Regions from separate parts of the Mus musculus genome. Here all the other regions are linked to region 1. The links are chromatin contacts, called in public HiCAR-type, HiChIP or PLAC-seq and promoter capture Hi-C maps. All regions are on one chromosome and are shown on one strand. Each heading gives the region's core, a stretch centred on a gene start, on an enhancer-like site or on the middle of the called end of the contact. The rest is flanking DNA. Distances are from core to core; before and after follow the strand shown. Region 1 holds the start of Sox2 (SRY (sex determining region Y)-box 2). Region 2 holds the start of Usp13 (ubiquitin specific peptidase 13 (isopeptidase T-3)). Region 3 holds the start of Acad9 (acyl-Coenzyme A dehydrogenase family, member 9). Region 4 holds the start of Dcun1d1 (DCN1, defective in cullin neddylation 1, domain containing 1 (S. cerevisiae)).

Region 1 (6,364 bases), core at 2,028-4,527:
GCTTTCTTCTGTAATATGTCTGTTGCCTGGCTTCTCTTTTGCGTGTACCAGCTGCAGAGATTTTCCGATTTGGGACTACAGGCTTGGACCCGCGCTGCCAAATTAAGAAGTGGAATCCGGAGTGGGGGGGGGGGTGGGGGAGAAAGGGGGGGGGAATAAATAAATAAAAAGTCCATGATAATTAAGGGAATTTTGCAAGCCGCTCTTCTCTTTTCCCTCACCCCAAACAGGAAAACGTAGAGGACAAAGTTTATGAAGTCAGGAAACAAAGACAGAAAACCACTTGTTTCCTCACACAATAGCAGACAGAGCTAGGAGTCACCCAACCACCTACCCCGCAGAACGCTCGGCGCGTCTACTTTGTAATTATTCCGATACAAGAAGCATCATTTTCCCCTATAAACCACATTTCAAAGGGCCATTGTGTTGTGAAGAAAATGAAAACCAACCCAGCCAACCTGGTTCTGATTTGGCGCAGTATCTCATCTGCTAAGCTACACGAAAATTTTCAGAATTGACTCGTTCTGGCAACAAGTGCTAAAGCGAGCTTAAGCCCACATCGCGCTTATTCACGCTGCTCAGGGAAGGAGGGGGGTGAACTTACAATATATGCTTCTAGTTTCTATTCTAGAAATGTCAACGCATTTCAGTTCCCCGTTATTAATCATTCGGCCATTTTTTTCTTCTGCAGTTAAAGCTAACAGACATTGCTGGTAACATCAAGATCTTGGTGGCTGAACAGTTATCCAGTTCCCCAAGAAGTTATGTATAAGCATGCTAGCCACAAAGAAATGAAAGACTCAGGCATAATTTCAGTGTCCATATTTCAAAAATTTATTTATCTCAAACTGTGCATAATGGAGTAAAAACTTAAGTTGAAAATGTAGCTGTTATAAGGATGGTATTAGTTCAAATATATACATGGATTCTCGGCAGCCTGATTCCAATAACAGAGCCGAATCTTTTAAAATACAACTACGGAAAATAAAAGGGGGGAAAAACCTTAAAATATCACAATTTACAGAAATATTACAAACCATAAGAAAATATTTCAAACACAGTAATTCCATATTTTTTATGTGAACAAAATGAAAGGGTAGGATTGAACAAAAGCTATTATAAATTACCAACGATATCAACCTGCATGGACATTTTTTTTTTGCCTTTAACAGTAAGTTAAAAATTTAGTACAATCTAGAACGTTTGCCTTAAACAAGACCACGAAAACGGTCTTGCCAGTACTTGCTCTCATGTTTTCCTTTTGTACAATTTTAAAACTAAAATGTTCAAATCCGAATAAACTCCTTCCTTGTTTGTAACGGTCCTAAATTTAAGCTGCAGAATCAAAACCCAGCAAGAACCCTTTCCTCGAAAAATATTGGCAAATTCTCAGCTTATAAACAATGGACATTTGATTGCCATGTTTATCTCGATAAATACTGTACAAAAGTTGCTTGCAAATATTAAAACTTTTTTTTCATCGCCCGGAGTCTAGCTCTAAATATTACTGGTAAAGACTTTTGCGAACTCCCTGCGAAGCGCCTAACGTACCACTAGAACTTTAAAAAAAAGTTTTGCGTAGTTTTTTTCCTCCAGATCTATACATGGTCCGATTCCCCCGCCCTCCCCGCCGCCCTCAGGTTTTCTCTGTACAAAAATAGTCCCCCAAAAAGAAGTCCCAAGATCTCTCATAAAAGTTTTCTAGTCGGCATCACGGTTTTTGCGTTAATTTGGATGGGATTGGTGGTTTTTTTCCGCAGCTGTCGTTTCGCTGCGGAGATTTTTTTTCCTTTTGAGCATTATCAGATTTTTCCTACTCTCCTCTTTTTGCACCCCTCCCAATTCCCTTGTATCTCTTTGAAAATCTCTCCCCTTCTCCAGTTCGCAGTCCAGCCCTCACATGTGCGACAGGGGCAGTGTGCCGTTAATGGCCGTGCCGGGCACCGGGCCGCTCTGGTAGTGCTGGGCCATGTGCAGTCTACTGGGCGCAGCGGGCTCCGGCACCTCGGCGCCGGGGAGGTACATGCTGATCATGTCCCGGAGGTCCCCGGCCTGGCAGGGCGCCCTGGAGTGGGAGGAAGAGGTAACCACGGGGGGGCTGGAGCTGGCCTCGGACTTGACCACAGAGCCCATGGAGCCCAGCGCCATACCGGGGGTGCCCTGCTGCGAGTAGGACATGCTGTAGGTGGGCGAGCCGTTCATGTAGGTCTGCGAGCTGGTCATGGAGTTGTACTGCAGGGCGCTGACGTCGTAGCGGTGCATCGGTTGCATCTGTGCCGCGCCGTGAGCGTTGAGGCCCGGGTGCTGCGGGTAGCCCAGCTGCTCCTGCATCATGCTGTAGCTGCCGTTGCTCCAGCCGTTCATGTGCGCGTAGCTGTCCATGCGCTGGTTCACGCCCGCACCCAGGCCGGCGCCCACCCCAACCCCGCTCGCCATGCTGTTCCCGCCGGGGGCCAGCAAGCCTCCGGGAAGCGTGTACTTATCCTTCTTCATGAGCGTCTTGGTTTTCCGCCGCGGCCGGTATTTATAATCCGGGTGCTCCTTCATGTGCAGAGCGCGCAGCCGCTTGGCCTCGTCGATGAACGGCCGCTTCTCGGTCTCGGACAAAAGTTTCCACTCCGCGCCCAGGCGCTTGCTGATCTCCGAGTTGTGCATCTTGGGGTTCTCCTGGGCCATCTTACGCCGCTGCCCCCGGGACCATACCATGAAGGCGTTCATGGGCCTCTTGACGCGGTCCGGGCTGTTCTTCTGGTTGCCGCCGGTCGCCGCCGCCGTGGCGTTGCCTCCTCCGCCGCCGCCCCCCGAAGCTTGCTGCGGGCCCGGCGGCTTCAGCTCCGTCTCCATCATGTTATACATGCGGGCGCTGGGCGGGCGCGGCCCGCCGGCGGCCGCCAACCCTCGGCCCGGCCGGGACTGTGGGGGCCGCGCTCGGGGGCCGGGATGCAGGGGCCGCGGGCGGGGGCCTCGGCGTGCACGGCCCTGCGCGGAGATCTGGCGGAGAATAGTTGGGGGGAAGCGGAGCTCGAGACGGGCGAAGTGCAATTGGGATGAAAAAACAGGCGCTCTCCTCCTCGGGCCGCCGCGATTGTTGTGATTAGTTTTTGGAAAGGCTTAAGCCTCGGGCTCCAAACTTCTCTCCTTTCTTTCTCTCTCCTCTTCTTTCTCCCAGCCCTAGTCTTAAAGAGGCAGCAAAGTACTTTTCCCTTTTTGCAAACACTCTCTTCTCTGCCTTGACAACTCCTGATACTTTTTTGAACAAGTTAATAGACAACCATCCATGTGATGGGGGCTGTCAGGGAATAAATGGGTTTCCGGCGGCCAATCAGCGAGCGCCGGCTCCTGCGCCCGAGCCCAGCCTCGCCAGAGGGTTTTGCATGAAAGGGGGCGGGGCCTGCCGCGCCGCCGAGCCGAGCCCAGCAGAGCGCTGTGCCCCGAACCGCGCGGGGGAGGCGGGCCCGCAGCCGGCCGCTGGGGAACCTTTGTATCCCCCCCCCCCGCCCCCCGTTTTCAGCAACAGGTCACGGCGCACGCCTGTTCGAAGGAAGTGGGTAAACAGCACCAAGACGACAGCTCCTTTCCCCCATGCTACGGAATATTGGCTCTCTCTTGGATACATAAGGGTGGATGGGGCGCGGGAAGCTGGGGCCAGGGTGGGGCAAGGCCCATGGGTGGTTCAGGGCGACTGTCCAACTAGTATTTCAGGAAGCTGGCAGAGCCGGAGGTGGTGTGCCATTGTTTCTGCGCTCATCCGCGGCACTGCGCTCTGTCGCAGCCCCTCTTCCAACCTTGTCGCCAGCACCCACTCACCCCCTCTTCTCACCGTACAGACGAGAAGTTAGACCCAAGCCTCGGGCCTCAGCGCCCTCCTGGCTTCCGTGTCATCGGCTCGGTTCCCAAACACGAGTCCTCTGCCCATGTAGCTGACTGTAGAGCAGAGCTAGGACCAGGCCTTGTTCCCAGCCTTTTCCTAGGCCGACTCAGGTGTGGCTCAAGGAACCGCAGCACGTGTCCTCAACCCCTAATTCCCTACTCCACCAACCTGCCCCATCCAAAGGGTGCAAAGGCAAAGCTGGAACTCTGCTCCCGCTCTTTCTAACTCCCAACCCTGACACAAGAGGATTTTTAGTGGTGGCAGTTTCAGAGGAAACCTTGGGGACGAAAGCATCAACGGAAAGAAGCTCCCGAGTGCAGGGGATGGGGGGAGGGTCACGCAACTTCCTGGCATCCCACCGCGAGGCGCGGAGGTGGCATTTGGGCTGCGCTCACAAACTCCCTCCCACGCAGCGTTCTCAGGATGGGGCAGCGCAGCCGGCATTGCCCCTGCTGACAGGCACGGTGGTAGTCACGAAGGCCCGGCCGAGAGGCGCCGGGGCCTGGGAAGCGCGCGGGGTCCAGAGGTGCAGGTGCAGGCGGAGAGAAGGCCCGCCGAACCCGAGGAGCCGGCACCAAGCAAGCCCAGGCTGTGGGAGAATGGGCTGGGGGCGGGGGTAGGGGTTCAAGAATCTTGCCTGCCCAGGACCCGAGAGGGTAATTTTAGCCGATCTCCCATTGTCCAGACGTAAAGATTTCAATCGGCAGGCGCTCAAAAAGCCCAGAGCCACAGCCCCACGTCCGTTACAAATAGGTAGTTTTGTTTCTCTTGTTGTCGCTACACGGAGTCAAACAAAGCCCCGTCTAAGTTTCCTTCCACTCTCTTGTTGGAACCTTTGTGGCTAAAATGCACTTGGGTACAAAAGAGGGGAGAGAAGGAAGAAAGTCCTGATGCCATTTTTTTTTTTTTTTTAAATAAAGAGCTTAAACCATCAGGGTTACTTATTTTCTTTCTTTCTTTCTTTTTTTTCCCTGCAATACTCTCGCGGCCCCTCCTCCCCTCATCTACCCCAACTCTGCCTAAAGAAAACGTTCACAAGGGTATCTGCCGGCCACGCTCCGCTCATTGTCCTTACAAACTGCCCTGTTTATCCTTCCCTCTCTGCCCACCAACGCCTCTTCCCCACCCCCACATCTCCAATCCCCATTCTCCCAGGCTTGGCTGTTATTGTCACACTCAGCTAACTATGCCCACTTTAGACCCAGAAAAATTGTGGTAAAGAAATTCTGTAAACTTGAAATAAATAATTTCTTCTCTAGTCCACCCCTCTCACTGCCCCAGGTTCTCCTTAAGTTTTGGTTGCTTTAGTTCTTGGGAACCCGGAAAGGACTTATAGAAACGCGTAAATATTTGGGACTCTTCAAATTAAAGCATTGTTTTCTCCTTAATCGGGGTGTACTATTACGCTCAACACGAATCTCTGGAGACCAGAGCAAAGGTTGAGCCAGGGAAGGCGGCCACCGACTTTTCAGCGCGCCTAGTTTCTGAGATGTGGCTGCTGCGCCCCCTGCTGGTGGACTTGCTTTTACTAGAGTGCTTTTACCTTTAAAAGAAGGTGTGTAAAAATAAAGTTAAAAAAAAAAAAACCGAGGAGGATGGAAGATCAAACTAATTACACATAATCTAAACAAAAGAAAAGTTAACATATCATATAAGCCGTGGGACGAAATCATAAGAATCAAATTTAATTTGCTTAACTTAGAAATGTACATAGAACCGCCAGATAAGTGGGAGGTTAAGCGAGGGGAAAATAGGTATAAATTATGAGATTCAAAGTATGAATGAATTATGATTGTCCGCGCGCCACGAAGGGCAGGCCGAGCATTCACTTTGTGATTGTGTATGTATCTGTAGGTGCTTAATAGCACTTTTTTCTGAAAACTTAGAAAAAGCTTATGGATCATTAAGTTTGAAGAAAAAAAACCCCAACGAGTTGATGTGGACAACGGTGGCGAATATTTATTAATATAAATACTGATAATGGATGACGATAAAAGAACATCTCTTGAAATCTTGATATCTTTCTTTCAAGGTTAGTAGGAGGCAGATTTTTTTTCCTTCCCCCAATGGGGATAGTCTGAACCTCTCCAATGTGTGTTTGCACCTGAACTCTGTAATAATCTACTTAAAGAGGGTAAGGGGGTCTGGCTAGGTCTCTTGTTAATTGCTTTATCATATGAATAAACTATGGGAGTGCATTACAGTCGTGTTATCATTTGTGGTATTTATTTGCAGCTTTATTTTAATTAAGTCTACTGTACTTATCAGAGGCAATAAACTAATGGTGGCTGGTGTTTATGCATAATAATTTGCGACGAAAATAAGATTAAAGAAGATGGCGGTAGCAAAACCTATTTTCTCATTAGAATATTTTTAGAACATATTGAAAAAAATTAGATCACTGGCCACCGATTTCAATCCAACACCATCATAGTCCCCTAAGTATAATAATAACTATGACAGCCCCAGCCCATGACAGAGGCAAGCCTCTTT
Region 2 (6,364 bases), core at 2,339-4,838, 1.8 Mb after region 1:
GAGTTCAGAATAATTTCAAGTAAGTTGTCTTGGCAACTCAGTGAGAGCCTATTTTAAATTATAAAAAGATATAGAGGACATAAAAAGATATATGGGGATATAGCTTACTGGCAGAGTACTTGTCTAACATGTATAAGGACCTACACCAAGATCAGGTTCAATGTTAGGGTATGAGGTTAACATGTTAAATCCCAGCTCCTACTACTGTGGGGGGTCTCTGCTCAAGTGTATGGGGACATCTGACACCAGCAAGACAAAAAAATTGCATATATGTGTGTGTACATATATATGTATAATTGATTTATATATATATTTATATATTCAAGTACTTTTTCGGAATTCAAGATCCTCTTTCTACTCCTTTCTTGGTTCTGAAGTTGCATCTTATTTGCTGCTATGATTTGAGTCCATCCCTGTTGCCCACCCCACCCTGTGCTGTGCCCCAGGTGGTAGTACTGTTAAAAGGTGGGGTAACAGAACCTTTGGTGTAGTCTGCCTAGCAGAAATGGGTCACTGGGGGCTATATCTGCTTCTCATGTTGACCTGAGCCTTCTGCTTCCTTAAGTGGCCGCACACTACTAACTGTTCCACCATTCCCTCCCCTCTAACATGGACTGCACTGTACGTGCCAACTTAAATTTTGTCTCTTGGTGGCTGTTCCTGTAGGGATTTTATGTTAGCAGCTAGAAAACTACCACACTCTGCCAAATCGGCCTTTTTGTTTTGCAATACATTATAGGCACACAAGAAGGAGATATTTGTGCTTTGCGTATTGGACCATATAACTCCTCTCCCTTAGAATATCCACCCATTCTAATATCTTCTATCACCTTTAGCTATGAGCCTTTTCAAAACAATCGGAAAGGAGGATGTCTACCCTCACCCCCACCCCAATGTAACTGTTTTTGACCTTCCCCACAAAGCCCCACAACACATATGAACAAAAGTCTTTGCTCTGTTTGACACCATCCAACTGTGTTTCTCACATGTGTGAGCTGGCACTAAGTTAGGTGCTCAAAAAAAAAAAAAAAAAAAAAAAAAAAAAAAAAAACACTGGATCCTCAGTGAACTGCTGAAGTCCCCCAAGAAAAAACTTCTCATTATCAGGCACCATGCTTTAAATGATCGGTTATAAACCCTCGTCATCTTCCCGGAAATACAGATAATGAAATAGGATGATTCATAGCCTGTAAGCAGAACCAGTCTCCCCCAAGGAACATGGCAACACGCATGAACTCATCACGTACATGGACAAGAAGCCTCTAGAGCACTGACTGGCACATGGAGACCCAGAGCCTATCTGTGGAAACCGGTTTCAACAAGCGACTTGTCCTCACCCCTGCTCTCCAGTACCAGTCTACCAGCAAAGCTTGAGAAGCAACCAGTTCACCATAGAGAAAGCCATTTTATGTGTTGTCTTAGTCAGGGTTTCTATTCCTGCACAAACATCATGACCAAGAAGCAAGTTGGGGAGGAAAGGGTTTATTCGGCTTACACTTCCATACTGCTGTTCATCACCAAAGGAAGTCAGGACTGGAACTCAAGCAGGTCAGAAAGCAGGAGCTGATGCAGAGGACATGGAGGGATGTTCCTTACTGGCTTGCTTCCCCTGCTTGCTTATCTTGCTCTCTTATAGAATCCAAGACTACCAGCCCAGAGATGGTTCCACCCACGAGGGGCCTCTCCCCCTTGATCACTAATTGAGAAAATGCCTTACAGTTGAACTCATGGAGGCATTTCCTCAACTGGAGCTCCTTTTCTTATGATAACTCCAGCCTGTGTCAAGTTGACACAAAACTAGCCAGTACATGTGTCCTGAGGAGTTAAGCCACCTTCCAGTGTCTGTAGTCTGTCCACAGCTTAAGACACTAGCCATGCCCCACCCTGGGGGAGGGGGTTCATGTAGCCTACCCAACAGGGTCCACACAACCTGAAAACGGTCTTTCCAAGAGTGTTGTAGGGGATGGGATGCAATGGCGTGCTGACAGTCACCGGGAGTAATGTGTTCAAAGCGTGCCAACTGTTAAATGTAATCTTTCATTCCACTCTACCCGGGTCTTTTTTAAAGATATGAAAAATAAATAATTAACAAATTAGTTAGGTTTGATCCCCAGATCAACCGGAATAGCATAAGAGAAAAACTAAACAATCCCAGAGAAGAGGATAACGCCAGAACCACAATGAAATACCAAACAAAACAAGCTTCACTAACCATCCCAAGCCAACCAACCCCAGACAAGAAAAGGAAAAAGAAACAAAAGAAAAGAAACTTCTGAGGTTTTGCCTCTCTTTTAGGGTCGAAGCCCCTAATAACTATATATGTTGTACAACCTCTGTGAAACCTGTCTCTCCCTCCAACCCATGCACCTCACGATGCCCCAAGATCTGCTGGGTGACATATGAGATCCAAAGTGGAAGGATAAAAATAACCTGGTCCTCAAAAAGGCAGATAGCCGCCAGACAGCTGAGTCACTTTGAAGCCCATTTTGACTACTGTAGGGGGCATTTCACCCTGCCTCTGCCTCGCAAGCTTCCACAACCTCACAACCCACCGGGTTGGAAACCTCCCCCAGCCTCCCTGGTGGAAGGCCAGGATGTCTCTTAACTTCCCCTCCTCCTGCGGGGTCACGAATCAGGAGTGAACTTTTAATAATTCACATAGCGCACGTCAGCCCAGTGACTCACTTAGAAGGGAAAGATTTGAGTAAGGCTTTAGGGAGCCATAATAAGCCAGCGGCAGACCCCTTATTTCTGCTGCCCTAATGGGACCACCGGACCTGACAATAGCCAGAAAGGAATGGGATGGGAAATGGAGAGAGAGGCGAGCTCAGAGTCCATCAGCATTGTCCCGCAGTGGGAAACCCTGGGCAAAAAAAAAAAAAAAAAAAAAAAAAAAAGGCTTCTAGGAGAGGGAGAGAAAGGAGAGAGAGAGAGAGAGAGAGAGAGAGAGAGAGAGAGAGAGAGAGAGAGAGAGAGACTGAGCGTGCCGCGGGCTAGGGGACTCTCACCTACCACGTCCCCACCCTCTGTCGCCCGCGAGAACAGCTCAGAACCCTGGACTAACTCTTGCTTGCCTTTCTCGATACTGGGGCTTTGGGCAGAATACTGACGACTGGGGCCCTGGCATCCTAGCCACAGGCTAGCGGAGCGAAGGGCCCAGGGAACCCAGTCTTCGTCCGCAGCAGCCTGGAGGCGCTCACTTGGTGCCAGGGAGCCAAAGCTGGAGGAGAGGCAGCAGGAGGAGGAAAAAGTCCCGGGCCCGCAGCTCATCGGGTCCCCTGCCCTGTGCGCCACCCCGTTTCCCAGGCTGGCTGCGCAACTGCGCCGTGGATCTTCCTTACCGGGGAGTCGTAGGAGAAGGCGCACTCGTTCTTGTAGACGCGGTCCCCCGACCTGGGCACGCGGATCGTGGGCATATGAGGCACCAGCAGCTCGCCCAGGTCCCCTGCAGCCATCTTCCCGCCGCCGCCCGGCACGCTGAACAGGGCGCCCCGGCGCTGCATGACCGCGGAGCGCAGCGGGCCTGGGGAGGAGCGCGGCGCAGCGGGAGAACAGGACCTGGACGCGGCGGTCGCGCGGGCTGAGGATCAGTTTAGGCTCGGGAGGCTCGGCCTCTGCCCCGGCCGGCCGGCGGGCGGGAGCTGCTATTTTTAATCCAATGGCGAGTCGCCGGCCCAGCTGCAGCGTCAGGCGGGGCGCGCGCCAGCCGCAGCGCCGGGGAGGGGGATGCCGCGAGGGCGGGGACGCAGGAGTGGGAACCAGGGAGGCCCCGGGTCCCCACGCACGCCTCCCGACCCGCCATGGCCCCTCGGGGATGTAATCCCCAACTGCCCAGGATCAGGTCCTGGGAAGCCCGCACAAAAAAGCGGTGCACAGCGCGACCTCCCCATAGATCGGAAAGGGGTGGGTGGGACTCAGGAGTCGCCTTCTCTTAGATTCTTACTTCTCACTTTTTTTAAACATGCAAAGCTCTGTAAAAGATACTAGACTCCATCGAGGCCTGGAGAAGGAAGAGGTATGTTTCCCTATATGTTGCAAGGGTAGACTGTAGGAATTCTACCCCCTCCCCCACACAACCAGATAAGGATGTCTATTTTTCTCCATCTTTACAATGCCGTCCTATGACTCAAGGCCCTTCTCGAACATTCGGTAGCCTGATTTGAGGATTCATGTTCTGCCCTTGCTTGTGGATTCTTCAAAATAAAATAATGGGGGGGGGGGCTTAATAATATGCAAATAGAGCGTGTTCGTGACGTATACTCTCATGTCTATCATCTTCTTAAAAAAAAAAAAGTAAATAAATAAATAACCCATGGAATGAGGAGGTGGAAACAGGTACAGGAGCTCAAAATTAGCCTTGGCTTAGCTACATGAGATGCTGTCTTTAAAATAAATAAGTAAATACCCACCCATCCTACATCGGCTATTCCACTGAGGTTCCCTAACTATGTGTATCCTACTACCAGGGCATAGCTCTTCGTGACAGCGAGAAGGTGCAGATCCAAAGCATTCTGTAAGTCTCTCCAGATAAGACTATCCTGAAAGTCGCTGGTGATGTCACTAAATGTCTCTGCCTCACATTGCTTCAGAGCAAAGAATTACACACATTACACTTGGCTTCCTCCCTATCTAGTAGGATCTCTGCCTGTTCACAAACTGGCTACAGAAAGAAAGTTGATTTAAAATGTTGAAAGCTTAATATCCAATCTCGAATTAAACAAAAAGTCAAATCGGTGAGATTTGTTTCTCATCTGGCAGCTGATAAAAGATCTATCAAATTAGTCCAGGCTTGAGAAACACCCTCAAACACATTGTTGGTGGGAACAAAAACTGCACATCTCTGAAAGGGTGTTTACTTTTATTTTTGTCACTTTGAATCCCAAGTTGATGTTGACTCCTGGTGATCCCCCTGCCCCAGTCCAACCCATCACCCCCATTTGGTTCCCCACTGCTGGATTTCAGGCCTGTGCATTCTGGAAGGAAATTTAGTAACACTGATCTTAATTTTATATGTATATATTGTTTTCCAAGGGGTATCCTGGGTGATACTTACACCACATTTAAATTCCATCTTGGTAGGCTACTTGTTGGAGCATGGTATATAACAGGACACTGGGAGCTAAGAAAAGATCCCTCACTGGGAAGCAGTTACTGTAGAGCACCTCTAAAAGCAATGAGGTCACTCTGCACTGTCATCAGCCACATTACTAGATGGAAACAGAAAGTAATTCTGTGCGTGAAAGCCAGGAATGTGCGTGAGGTTGGCCAGCTACTGTGTCCTGGTGGGCCTTCCTTCCAGTCCTTGAGAGGGTCCTATACACACTTGTGTGCATGCCTTTTGGCCCCCATATGTCTCTTAGAAAATGTGCAAGCTATATAATTGTCAAGATTGTTGAGAGAAACAGAAAGCATGAAGTCAAGGGGACTCCTTACCATCCTTTACTTTTCTATGTGGTTCCAATAGTTTTGTTTCCCTTTGCTTGTCTGATTGAAACCGAGAGCTTGCTACTATTGGGGAAACAATAATTCAAATACTCTGCCTCTGAGCTATGTCCCCACACCTTTTAAAACTGTGTTGTCCAGACTGGCCTTGAACTTGCCACGCACCTGCCTCGGTGTTCCCAGTAGCTGAGATTATAGCCTTGAGCCCGATACCCTATTTCAATCTATTTATTGGGTACAGTGAGATTGATTGCTCAGCGGTAAAGGTGCATGCTGCTTAAGCCTAATGACCCAAGTTCAGTGCCCCGAACCCACATAAAGGTAGAAACAGAATCAACTCTGTAAAGTTGTCTTCTGACTGCTACATACACAAAGTAGCAACACACACACACATAACAAGAATTAACTAATTCCGTTATAAAAACATCTCAGGTTCAATAGTCAGTACAGAAGTTGAAGGCTATTGCTAGGTTACTGCATTGCATACCAACCCTTCTCATAGAACAACACAGACTAAAGTGATGGACTGTGAACCAGTAGTATTGCACACCTGGAATCCCAGCAGTTAGAGGTTGAAGATACCATAAATTCAAGGCCAGCATTAGCTACACAGTGAATTCCAAGCCACTCTGAGCTCCAAAGAGAATCCATCTCAAAACAAAACAAATGACCGGAAGAGATATTTGTAGAACACACCAGAGTCAAAGAGGCTTACTGAAGCAAGGACAACTAGTCTGGGGTCTGCAATGACTTCAGGTCCCACCTATGGCCTTCCAGAGAGCTAATGGGTGTGCACCAAGAGTGCAAAGATATAAACACACATACATTTACATATACATAAATATCATGTGTCGATACAGATACATGGAAAACCTATCTGCATAGCAGAATGCCAGTGACATGCCAGATGACATCTCTTATC
Region 3 (6,364 bases), core at 2,098-4,597, 1.4 Mb before region 1:
CTTTATGTCCCCAATGCAAGGACATAGTCTGCTCATCCTGCGTGTCCCTCTTTGAGCAGCTGTTTCTTGCCTTGTGAATACTGCTTAGCATGTGAGGTAGCAAGGTCACAGGACGAGATTCAACCTGAGCCTAGCTGTTCTTTACATGTGTGACTGGCTTTGAGCAACTTATATGTCCTGTATTGGCTTCTCCTATATGATCCTGTTCATCAGAGAAAGGAGCTGTGTGGGTCAAGCAGGACATACTTGGGTCCTGAAACATGAAGTGACCATGCCTGCGTCCTGGAGAATGATGTGGCTTCTAATCACTAGTGGCCAACTTGCCAGGATTCCCTGCGGGCCTTTGAAATGATCCCATATGGCTTGAAGACCTGTGGCCCGCCAAGCTCTAGCTACTCCTCCAGGTGCTTTGGACAGGGTGTATATCTGGACCCACAGCTGAACACAGATATATCACAAGTTTTCAGGATCAGGAGTTCCCCTGTCTCCTTGGTTCCTCTCACCAAGGGGAGCACTCAAGTCTCTACCCTGTCTTAGTACTCACGTTCCTGACTTCTCCACATTAGCAACGTTCCAAAATCTATTTGCTCCTCTCTGGCCCAAGGACAAGAGGTCCATGGGTCTCTCTCTATCCAAGAGACAAGTGACTTAAAGAATATGCTGCCATCCACCAGCACTCACTCCACTGCTGAGGCAGACTAACAGGGAGCATAGTTCCTGTTGGCCCTCTGAGCCTCTTAGAACAAGGCTGCTCACTCATGGAGGCTCAGACCACTCCTACTCCATCACCTTCACAGTCTTGCCTGTCACCTAGTCTGGGTCAAAGGGCTGTGTGGGAGAAAAGTGATGTCGATCCCAGTGGGCAAACTAGGCAAAACAGGCAACCTGGCAAATAACTGGTATTCAGACATACTTAAAAGGGTAAAGACTTCAGGAGTCCAGGCACAATGAGGCACACCTTTAATCCCAGCACTTGGAAGGCAGAGGCCAGTGGACTCCTGTGAGTTCAAGCCAGCCTGGTCTACATAGCACGCTCCATGCCAGCCAAGACTACACATCACGACCCAGTCTCAAAAACAACAACTCAAATACAATCTTCCAAAACAGAACAAAACCCAAAAACCTAAAACAAAAAATATCAGGGGGGGGGGGTGGATACTGGAGGCTAGAAGGAAAATATCCTCTAGTTAAAAGTGACAAAAACTGAATGAGGCGCCGTGTGGGTGAGGAGTGAAATAACAATTAGCATCTTTTAAGCTGATAAAGCAAAAGAACCTGTTATTCAGGTAATCCTACTGCAGAAGCCAATTATATAAGCCAGGGGCTGTAACTAAGTCTGCCAGTGCCACACAAGCCTCACCCATTCATCCTCCCACTTGCCCCTGGGACAGACTCGGGTCCAAGTAAGTGTATATGTCAGCCACTGGCATGGATAACTCGGCTACTCTCTACCCTCAGACGCTTAAGTACCACTGCCATTGTCCTAGTCAAGGCCCAGAAATGCTCCGAGAGCTGGTGTTTGCTCAATCCAGGAAGTAGCAGTGAAGTTAGAAGTGGTCAGATATGAATGTAACTTGAAGATAAACAAAGATTTACTTACTATAGGATTCAATGAGAACAAGACGAATCAAAGGTGTCACTGGAGAATGTATTGAAAAAGTTGAATCACAGAGTAGCCATTATCTATTGTAAACGGGCTGTTGGGAGAAGCAGAACTGGGTGGGATCCAGGAGAGGTTATCATATATGCTTATTAAAGATGCTTATTAGACATCTAAGAGGAGATATAGAGCAGAAAGGTAGACTAAGTCTGGAGTTAGGGGAAGAACTCAAGTTGAAAAAATAAATCTGAGTCGTAAGAATAGAGTTGTCATTTAAAGCTAGGGCACTGAATTAGGTCATCAAGGGGCTGACCATAATAAAAAGAGAGGCCCACAGGCTTAAACTTTAGAAAAATTCAGCATTGCTAGGTGTGGCATACAATTTCAATCTAGCTCTCATGAAGGAAGGCAGAGGCAGAAAGTCTCAGTGAGACTGTCTCAAAAGCAAGCAATCAATACACCTGCCACCTCCACATTAAAAAGAAGAAGAACAAAACAACACAAACAACAACGACACTGCCTCTGACTTCAACTGGGCTACCAGAGACACTGGCCAAGGTCTACAGGTTGAGAAACCAAGGAACTAACAAAAGAGATACAAAGAAAAGAATTTTTTTTTCAGAAACCTGAGGCCTAACATGCATTCAGAACAAACATTAAGTACATATCTGCATTAGTTACTAATGGTGGGTGGGGTAGGAATGGGAATGAGAAGTGAGCAATGTGGAGAAAACCACTGGCCACTGGGCCAAAGCCTGAGGGCACAGGTCCAAGATGCAGAATTATCCTTGAATAGTGAGAAAGCTGAGTTCTAATCACCAGGCCAGCCTTTGCTAGGGGTATACAGCTCACAACAGTATAGAAAGTAGATACCATCTGGAGGAGAGCTGACCACTGGGACTCTCACTAAATACAGAAATGGAAAACTGGCAGCAAAGCTCACGGGTGATGAAGGGTAGATTTAAAGACTGAAGGGGATACATGATGGCTGCGCTCTTCCTCCTGCCTTGGAAAAGCACAAGAATCCAAGTCCCTCGGCACCCTCTGCGCCAGAATGTGGGCAAAAGGGTCCCCACACTTCAAAGTTCTAGCTTTGAACGTTGCACCAGGGCAGCCACTCAGCCCAAGTGTTGACTTCTACTTTAATAAAGTCAGACAATACGAGACAAACTTCCAAGACAAGAAATAGCTGGATGGGCAACTCTGAGGACCGAGGCAAGAGGACCACGTATTCAAGGCATGCCTAGCTACAGAGCGAGTCCAAAGACAGCCTGGGCTACTACTGAATGAGACCCTGCCCCAAAACAAAAACCACTGTGACACGACTTAAGCCACATCGCCGAGCCCAGCCTCTCGGATGTTTGGCTTCTACGGGCTCGGATAACGTTCCATGCAACTCTGGCCAGAATGAAAGGTGGGAGCAGAGGACACGGGCAGTCCGGCCTCGCCTCCTACCTGCTCGATGTTGCCCAGGAAGAGCTCCTTGGCGAACGAGCAGCTCTGCAGGCTGGTGTGCAGCGGGCGGCGCCTCGCCGTGAATTCCCTCAGCACCCGGGAAGCTCGCGCCGCAGCCGCCGCCGCAGTCGCCCCACGCGAGAGCAGCACACAGCCAGACATGCTGCTCCTGACTTCAGACTTCAAGTCGCTGGAAGCCCCGCCGCTCCTCCCAATGACGCCAATCACCCGCGTCCGGGCATCCAAAGTCTCACCCTGCACCGCTGCAACCGGAAGCTAGCTCGCACTTCCTGATGACGCAAGGGCTGCGCCGCCTTGAGCGAGGCTATTGGACAGGTCGTTCCAGAATATGTTTAATAAATGTCTCCTACGCCAAGCATTGCTGTATGTAATGTCTGAGTATGTAATTTAGAAATTGTAGTTTTTTAAAATTCATCCGAACAGGCTAGGAAGTAAGTGTGTGTGTGTGTGTGTGTGTGTGTGTGTGTGTGTGTGTGTGTGTGTGTTCTTTCTTGTTATACTTTTGCCAGTAAGAAAACGAAAATACTCAAAAGTCAAGCTGCAAAACTACCACCCAGGCTCCCAAACACAGCTCTTGTGCCTGTGTGCTATTCTCAGCACATCCTCTAAAGAGCAGATTAGATTTCATCAAATAAACCTAGAAGTACAACTTTTGTTATTCTCATCTCACTTAATGTAGGACTTAGAATATTGCTAAATGGGTATAACAAAATGACAAGGGACCTATTTTACTAACCCACTTCTGCCTAATTCTCTTAAATATGTGAGTGGCGTGGTATCATTTTGTATGGGAGACTGCATGAAGCACTAAGAGCATGCTGTTTCCTCCTTTCTTGAATCTACCACTCCCTGTGTTGTGCACCCCCCTAGTCTGGCCCCTATTGGCCACAGTCTTCAGACACTTGCTTTCTTCACCACTCCCAGGGCAAGGCATTTCCCTTGGCTCGGTGACCTACCCTATGAAACTATAAACACCATGTTTGTTTGTTTGTTTCTTTTTATGATTTATTTATTTTATGTATGTGAGTATACCATTGCTGTCTACAGACACACCAGAAGAGGGCAATGAATCCCATTACAGATGGTTGTGAGCCACCATGTGGTTGCTGAGAATTGAACTCAAGGCCTCTGGAAGAGCAGTCAATGCTCTTAACCGCTGAGCCATCTTTCCAGCCCTTGTTTGTTTTTTTTAAAATGAATCTTATGTTGAGGAAGTAAGCCAAGGCAGGGCCTGGTCCAACTGGTCCAGCTCTCACATCAGGGTTTATTCATATGTCTGTTGTCTTTATTTCTAGGCAGGTTGTCCTGAGGGAACCAGTGTGGCATCAACTGTTACAAGATGACTCCTTCAGAAAATACATGCAGTTTTAACACCAATAGAAAGCATTTATGCCCCACTGGGGACTGCATAAGGAACTTCCCAAACTATGTAGCCCAGAGCCTCACTATTCTTTTCCTTTTATGCACAAAAAGCAAGTAAGAACAGTTAGCGAGAAGTGAAACTACAGAAGCCAAAAAGCAAGGTTAATATGTTTAGGGACTTTCCCAGGTCCTGGCACTATAAACTAGGTCTTTGATGAATTAGGTCTTTGTTCCTATTTTGGCAGGTTAGGGTTTTGGCAGATTGTTGTTGCCTATGTACTGAGTTCTAAGGTCAAAATGGTGTCTCTAAGATGGCATCAGTTGAGTCAGTGTCTCACAGGCTATTGAGGCCACCTTTTAGTCATGGGAGCCAAGGAACTACTTGCCCTAACTTAGTCTGAATCTTAGTAGACTGCCTCTTAAAAAATATCTATCTATCTATCTATCTATCTATCTATCTATCTATCTATCTATCTGTGTAAGAGAAAGAGTATACTAGGCACATGTGTGGAGGTCAGAAGATAGCTTCTCAAGTATTGGACCCGGATCTCCAGGCTTTGTGGCAAGCGACTTCACTCACTAAGCCGTCTTGCTAGCCCACAGACTGCCTCTTGAAAGGTTAGCGTCAGTACTGTAGCCTCTGTTCCATCGATCTGAGATCTCCAGGTGACCCAGGAGTCCCGTTCACACGAATGTGTCCTGCCAGTGTTGCTTTCTTTCTTAAGAGTCACCTTGATCACAATGTCTCTTCACAGCAATAGAACATGGAATAAATCACCTAATGTAGTGGGAACTAACTAAAATACATGAAAGTGATTTTAATGATGTCTCCAAAAATGGGGAGGTAACTCTCCATCTCTCGTTACCAAACAGAGCTTCCAGTAGCAAGCCTGGGTTATACCCAATTGAGTTGTTGGCCAAAGAGCTTCCATGGAAATGCTCCAAACACCCCAGGCTGTTGCCAATACAATAGTTTGCTCTCTGCAAACTGACAAAAAGAGTCCATTGCTGAAGACAACACCCACACTTGGGGAGGTCTAGTGGATGCCAATATAGAACCTTCACCCCTATGTTCTAAAGTCTTGAGTATGGAAAGTTACTCTGCAGGCTACCAAAAGAGAAACACATACAACAACATAGCCACAAAACCTTTGATCTACAGTGTTATCTTCCTTGCAAAATATGCTAAGCCAATGGTCGCACAAACTAGTAGGAGTAGCAAACCAATGTCTGATTTGAACAAGGCCCACTCTATGAGGTAGAACCCATACCCAACACTGCTTGGTTGCCCAAGAATCAGAGACTAGATAGCCTAGAGACCTATGGTAAAATCAAATACCACAGATCTTAAAACACAGTACTAATAAAATGACTCCTACTGATATTCTGCCAAGCTCATAGATCAGTGCCTTATTCAGCCATCATCAGAAAAACTTCCTCCTGCAGTATATGGGAATAAACACAGGGATGCACAGCCAGATATTATGCAGAGAAAGACCTTGGAACACTCAGCTCTAAATGTGATTTCTCTATTAGCCCCTCCCCCCTTCAGAGCTCAGGAGAATCTGCAGAAGAGGAAACATAAAGCGTGTAAGAGCCAGAGAGGATAGAAGATACAAAAAGAACTATGCCCTGTAAAGTCATTGATAAATGGGACCTCATGAAACTGGAATGTTTCTATAAGTCAAAGCTTCTATAAGCTTCTATAAGGAAAGCTTCTTATGGTCAATAAGACAAATCAGGAACCTAAAGATTGGGAAAAAAAATCTTCACTAACTCCACATCTGATAAAGGGCTAATGTCCAAAATATATAAATAACTCAAGAAGTTAATCACAAAAAAACCCAAACAATCCAATCAAAAAATGGGGTATAGAAGCCTCTTCTTTTTAATGAAAGACAGAAATGGGGTGGATTCAAATGGGAG
Region 4 (6,364 bases), core at 1,509-4,008, 1.3 Mb before region 1:
TGAACAGTATGGACACTATTGCTATTATTGTAACTTTTTTGAGCTAGACTCTTACTGTGTGTTGTTGGCTGAGCTGGAACTTGCCATGTAGACCAGGCTGGCCTACACTTACATCAGCCTAGCAAGTGCTAAATTCAAAGCATGTGCCACCACACCGGGCCCAATTGTTACTGTGTTCTGTTAGAGAAACATTCCACTACTGAGCGGTATACCCACAGCTCTATGCAGTCTTAAGACCAAGAGAGAGCCATTAGATTATTTTCTTTTAATTTATACAACTGCTACTGTGGTGTGTGTGTGTGTGTGTGTGTGTGTGTGAGAGAGAGAGAGAGAGAGAGAGAGAGAGAGAGAGAGATCGGCTTCTTACCCAACACTGAAAACTCAAGGATAAGCTGGCTTAGTGGGTAAAACAATTGCTGCATATGCATCAGGATTTGAGTTCAAATTCCCAGAAAGCATGAAAAGCAGGCCACATAGTTCATGCGCCTGTAGTCCCAGTACTACAGGGAGACGGAAGGTAGACACTGAAGAATCCCCAGAAGTTCAAGGGTCAGCCAGTCTGGCATATCAGGTGGAAAAGCAACAGGGACCCGCTTTAAACAAAGTTGATGGCATGGGCTGACACCTGAGTTTGTCCTCTGACCTCTATACAAATGTTATGGCACCAATGGCCCCATATAAAAACAAAACAAACAAAATTATCTCAAAGATGGATATGATCTGGTCTTTCTCTGCCCTGGCCTTGGAGGCAAATGATTATCAGTTGATGTCCTAACTCTAATCTAGGGGCCATAAAATTGCAAAGGAGATGCCCCAATTGCAGAAATCCAGAGTAGGAAATAAACTGTAGTAACCGAGAGAACACATTATAAGCAGATTGTCTGGGTCTAGTTCCTAGATTTACTACTTGCTGTGTGACATTAGGCATGTTACTTACCCACTCTGTATGTCAGTGCTCCCTACAAAATAGGTGTAGCTGCAACCTGAAGTTTGCTTGAGTGTTAGAGGCTTAGTACAACACATGGCGGATCCTCACTCTTGTGACCTAGTGTGTCAGGGACAAAATAAGACCAAACCAGGAAGCTTGGTACCGAAACAGGAGCTGCATTGAGTGGGGGTCATGACAAAGGGAGTGGAAAGATGAGGGAGAGACCTGCCTATGACTCCAGACAGGCTCACGTTAGGAAAGTTCTCGGAGACTTTGAGGAAGAGCCTCCAGTCTGCATTGCAGACAGACACCTCTGGTGTAGAAGGAAAAGTACAGAGAAGATGGGGTGGGAGACATACTTGCCTGCAATCCCAGGCCGCACTGTTGGCTGTTAGCCTGGGCAACATAAAGAAACTCCATCTCAAAAGGGGATGGAGAAAGGAGGGTCCCAATGAGAGATGAACCCTATTAAAGGGCAGGGGAAGAATTCGGGTTTACTCAGATGATGAACTCGGCGAGCTTAGACTAAGGGAGATGGGCAGTTCTGATATTTAGCTTATGTGATGAAAAAGCAGGGGAATGCAGGTTTAGGGATAAGATTTTGGCTTTGTAGAGCTTTGGGGGGGTCTGTGGGATGAGCAGAATTTGTGCTTAGGGCATGCCGCTGCCGAGCTTTAGATAAGATTTTGGACTCACTGGGATATGGGCAGGGTCTAGGAAAAAGGAATATATGAAGAGATTCAGGGATGGTTCTGGAAAGCCCACCACTGAAAAGCCAGAGTTAGCTAGCAAAGAAGAATGGTAAGTGAAGGGGAGACTATAAATAAATCAAGTCATGAAAAATTATGGGAATTCTAGGAGGACGTGTTCAAATTCAGGAGAGAAAGAGGTCAAGTGGAACTAAGAATCACCCCTTGGAGTTGGCACTTAGGAAAAAAAGAGCTTTAAGAAAACCTACAAGCTATTGTTGCAATAGTCTAATGAAGTGTAGCAAGAGACTGAGTCCTCTTCGTTAATATTTTAAGTTGCTAGGCTGAGTTCCTAGAGAATAACCACAAGTGTGATCTAGTTTCACCCTTGCTACTTGGTATTTTCTTAGGGCCTGGCGAGAAGATGCCACATCAGCGCACACACACGCACACGCGCGCGCGCGTACACACACACACTCGCATTGATGGTGTAAAGAATGAATGGGTGACAACAGGTCTGCAGTGCCAAAGATCTGCCTCTGCAGGGCTCTGGGAGCCCCCACCACGTGGCTAGTTCTAAGCAGTAGCAGGAAGCTCCGAGGAGGAGTGACAACAGTTGTTTTAACAGAAACTTTAAGATTGTTAGCTTCTAGGGGTGATCTGGTGGTATTTGCCGGTGGTAAAGGGAGACCCACGTTTGGTGATGAAGATGCGGATGACATATATAAACCTGGGCAATCTTGGACAGCTTTTTCTATGTGCCGTACCTTTGTTTTATTTCCTCTCTCTGCAGGGAGTACTGTATTTCCTTCTCCTTGCAGCACACACTTGTCTTCTGGCCCACAGCTCAGCAGGCAGGCTAGGTCAAGCTTGGCCCGTCCACCAGGCATGACAGTGGCTCTAGGCGCAATAGTCTCCCGGATTCTTCCAAAAACTTACCTGGGAACTCTGACGTGGAGCTATTAGGAGCGCACGGAGGACAGGACGCGGCCGTGACGAGGGCGCCCTGAGTGGGGGCGCAGGCAGGGCCCCGGCGCTTCGTCCTCACTGTGCCCGCGGCCGCCCGCCGCGCGGGTCTCAGCGTGTGTCCGCAGCCCGGGCTGCCGGGTCGCCCGGCCGCTCGTGCCACGGATGCCGGCAGGCCAGGCCGCCCACCCCGGGGCCCGCGCCCTCCGCCTCCCGCGGCCCGGCCGCTCCGCGGGCCGCCGCACTGCGCATGAGCGGGAGCCCGGCGAGCCCGTGAGAGGCGCCGCCGCCGCCGCCGCCGTCCATTCGCTGCGGAGCCGGAGGAGGAGGGGAGAGGTCCGGAGGACACCAACATGGTGAGGAACCGCGGCGCCGTGCCGCCCGGCCCGGGCCCCCGGCCCCGCCGCGCTCCGCTACCGCTGCTCAGCCGGCGCCCAGCTCGGCCCGTCCCTCCCCGGCGCCGCCGCTACGCGAGGGCCCGGCAGCGGAGCGCGGCGGGGCCTAGTCGCCGGAGCGGGGCCGGGCGCGGAGGCGTTGGGGGACGGCCCGCGCCCCATTGTGCGGCCAGGCGGCGCCTGGGCAGCGGGCCTGGCGCTGCCTGGTCCCGGCCGGGCCCCTCGGTGCTGGCGGCCCTGGCGAGCCGGCGTCGGCCTTGCTGGTCCGCGCTGGCGCCAGGCGCCAGGCGCCCGGGAGTTGGGGCGGCTCGGCTGAGGCTCGGTCCCTGCGAGGGGACTGGGAGGCTCCGGGCTGCGGACGGAAGTGCAGCCGGGGGACCCGAGACCTGCTGCCTTCCGAGCGCCTGCTCTATGTGCTTGGGGTGGGAGGAGTAATTGCTTTATTATAGCAGTTAGGGACCATTTGTGATTCTTAAGAAACAGTTTGTCAAGTTGCTCCTCTCCTGGTTTTTGTTTGGGTGAGAAAAAGTCACGGAAGCTGGAAGACGCTGTGGTGAGCTGAGTCCTTTGTCATTAAGTACCTGGCGCTGCTGGTCACTGCTTTTCAGTTTGGAAGTATACAGTCACACCTTGTTGAAGTTCCCGGCTGGCTGCTGGGAGAAGAGTAAAAGTGATGAGGTCCTTCGCTCCGGAGAGCTGAAAGGCTTCTTTGGGGAGGGTGTATGCCCAGTCTTGAGTCGTGGGGGGTTGATTTTCGCTCAGTGACACTTATATGGCCCCAGCCTTGGTGTCATGTGTTGATTATGTGTTTAGGTCCCAACAGAGTCAAGATTTCTCTTCTGTGCTTACGTTCGTAAAACTTTATATTTGTAAGGAAGTTCCGGTTAGTGTTTGGATTGAGAGTACAGTAAAAGTTCAGAGACCCAAGAGAGAGTTTGCAGGTTCTCCTTTAATTATTTGAACAGGCCTTGGATATTACTCCTGAACCCCCAAGAGTTTCCACTCTCTTACTGGGGTGCTTTCAGCAGGCTAAAATAATAGAGTGCGCGTCTCTGATGGACATTCATCACGAGTATGTATGCAGTTTCCCACAGTCCACATCAGACACCTGCCCTCGAACCCAGTGCCTGCCAGTGCTCATTAGGAATATAGGATTCATGCCGTTTCAGTGAGAGCTAGGGTTAGGACTTGTAGCCTTCTGTTCCTTTGGTTAATATTAAATCAGCTCATTTTGGAGCTTAGCCATACGTCATGCAATCGTACTGGTTGTGGTTCCTGGTTGTTAAGATGTCCTTAACTTAAGGCACTTTCTATGCCTTTACTCATTTTCTGTCACATGTACAGTCTAGGTATGATCTTGTTAGTTTAGAAAGTCAATATGGGTCCATAAGAATCTTATAGTAAAAATATTTCATTATAAATTTATAGTTGTTTTCCTAGACGTTATAAAATGGTTTGGTAAGACTGTTAGGAGTTTTGTTTTTGGTATGTGTACCACAACTAATTTCTACAACACAAATTATTGTCCGTTTTAGGAAAGACATAATAATAGATTATCTCACTTATTTTTATAAGGGGGAGGGAAAAAAACCCCACAAGCTACCTACCTCTCATACTCACACAGAGACCAAAAATAGCCCAGGGCTGGGATCAAACCTAGGCAGGGTTTCATGCTTGATAGGCAAGTGTATTTTAAGAAGTATTCAAAACATCTGAGTTTTTCCCCCTTATTTATTAGATGTCAGGACAGGGTTTGTTAACTTCTAAAGTTCTACCATGTTTAATAATTTTATGATTCCAATGATTTTTTTAAATGTGTAAGATATATGCAGATGCTGTAATTTATTAGATTTTTATAAATTACATAAGCCTTTAGACCTACAGTGTCTTAGATCACTTGATATGTTTCCTCCCCCTTTACAGAAGTAGACATTGAGGCTCCAGAAGGTTTGGAGGTTCAGGTTTATAAGATGGTTCAAAAATATAACTATTTTCTCCCAGTCTATCCTTTCTTGGTATTTGTGGTACATATAAATAAGTCTTTAAAAATCTCGTGAACTTTAGAAGAATGGTTGAAAATTGAATTAAAGATTAAATTATAATAAAAAGGAAAATAACTAGTATAGTAACTACGTTAAGTAGCAGAATTAAAAATAATGGGTTGCTAATTACTGCCTTAATGAATTTAAAATGTGTAGACTTTGAAATGTATACTTATATTTTCTGCAAATAGCAGGCCCTAAAATGCAATGTGTAAATCTGTCCTGGGTTGTCTTTTAGGATTTGTTGCGTATCCTCCGTATATCCACAAGTAAAGTTAAAAGAAGGTCTGATTGCTTTTACTATTCATTAGGTATCTGCCATGTATCTCACACTGTGAGATATATCTGTATGGATCAGACAGAAACCTGGAAAAGTCAGACAGAAATCTAGGAAAGTCAAAAAATAAACATTGTATATATTTCTTTCCCTACAGTTGGGTGTTACATGTTATGGGGGCGAGACAGTATCAAGGGAAGGGGATGATCACGGGAGTACTAGGGCCAGGTGGTGGAAGTGTGGATACAAAATAACAAAATCGTGTTTGCAGGACTGATAGATAACACCTGAGCAAATCGGGAGTCGAAGAAGACGGAAAGAGCTTTTGTGAGGCTGGTAGCCAGAGAGCAGTGTGTGGCATGAGTTGAAGAGGTCACTAGAGTAAAGACGGGAAGTAATAGGTTGTGCTTTGCCTGGTGAACATTGGAAAGATACCAGAGTTTTTCAGAGACAGGAAGCACTGCGTGGTAAACTCTGAGCGGTATGGCAGCTTTTCTTTGTCTCAGGTATCCTGTTACAATATGATAGTCATTTTAAGGCAGTCTTTTACTTACAAGACTCTCATTAAAGTTTGGGTATTTTTAATGTGGGCTATGTATACAGAGTTTTGAATTCTGTTTCACAATATAATGGTAACACACCATTTCCCTCTAGCTGTTCTAGGGGTAATTAAAAAACCATTTTCTTAAATTGTTGGATGTTTTGGTGATTTGGTACATCAGTGACTGTGTGCAGAAAACTTGGCTTTTAAGGAGAGAAGAAATTGAGATTGTGAGAACATAGTGCCTGCTAGTCTGACAGCTGATAACGATGTATCCTACTCCCACTGTGGAGTAGGCAGCATCACCACCTCCTGTCAGCAGAGCTGCAAATGTCTTGGTGGTTCTTAGCGATGTGAGCAAGGAGAAGAGCTGGGATAGGAAAGAAAAGAGACTACACACAGGGTCCTTAACTCCATACTTGATTCCTCCTCTAGTTCTCACCCCCCCCCCCCCCCGTTTTACAAAAAGCAAGCAATATTTCACTACTGATATGGAATCTCTGGCTAGTCTGACTCTAGTTTCTTA

The links. Promoter capture Hi-C pulls out the DNA fragments that hold promoters and counts their contacts. HiCAR-type assays count read pairs that join an accessible place to other places. HiChIP or PLAC-seq counts read pairs in DNA pulled down with a chosen protein or histone mark.
Region 2: a contact with region 1 is called in an H3K4me3 HiChIP or PLAC-seq map of embryonic stem cells, with 5 read pairs. The contact joins the promoter of Usp13 here to the promoter of Sox2 in region 1. A contact is called at or near these places in 2 of 39 promoter capture datasets (hippocampal neurons and liver) and 1 of 115 datasets of contacts at active chromatin or transcription factors (embryonic stem cells).
Region 3: a promoter capture Hi-C map of neural stem cells shows a contact between it and region 1. The contact joins the promoter of Acad9 here to the promoter of Sox2 in region 1. A contact is called at or near these places in 2 of 39 promoter capture datasets (hippocampal neurons and neural stem cells).
Region 4: a contact with region 1 is called in a HiCAR-type map of astrocytes, with 2.8 times the contacts expected there. The contact joins the promoter of Dcun1d1 here to the promoter of Sox2 in region 1. A contact is called at or near these places in 2 of 115 datasets of contacts at active chromatin or transcription factors (astrocytes and embryonic stem cells).

What each region holds. Positions count from the first base shown.
Region 1 is chr3:34,646,908-34,653,271 of GRCm38.p6, reverse strand. It overlaps Sox2 (SRY (sex determining region Y)-box 2), which reads right to left and starts at 3,277. Exons shown (of 1, transcript NM_011443.4): 1 at 811-3,277. The coding sequence starts at 2,856. The coding sequence ends at 1,897. It overlaps Sox2ot (SOX2 overlapping transcript (non-protein coding)), which reads right to left. Exons shown (of 5, transcript NR_015580.2): 4 at 1-94. RefSeq lists a promoter at 3,040-3,790 and an enhancer at 5,761-6,364.
Region 2 is chr3:32,814,850-32,821,213 of GRCm38.p6, reverse strand. Usp13 (ubiquitin specific peptidase 13 (isopeptidase T-3)) reads right to left here and starts at 3,588. Exons shown (of 21, transcript NM_001013024.2): 1 at 3,342-3,588. The coding sequence starts at 3,503.
Region 3 is chr3:36,062,962-36,069,325 of GRCm38.p6, reverse strand. It overlaps Acad9 (acyl-Coenzyme A dehydrogenase family, member 9), which reads right to left and starts at 3,347. Exons shown (of 18, transcript NM_172678.4): 1 at 3,056-3,347. The coding sequence starts at 3,217.
Region 4 is chr3:35,929,360-35,935,723 of GRCm38.p6, reverse strand. Dcun1d1 (DCN1, defective in cullin neddylation 1, domain containing 1 (S. cerevisiae)) reads left to right here and starts at 2,758. Exons shown (of 7, transcript NM_001205361.1): 1 at 2,758-2,939. The coding sequence starts at 2,937. Gm15952 (a long non-coding RNA gene) reads right to left here and starts at 2,646. Exons shown (of 4, transcript XR_880768.3): 1 at 2,557-2,646.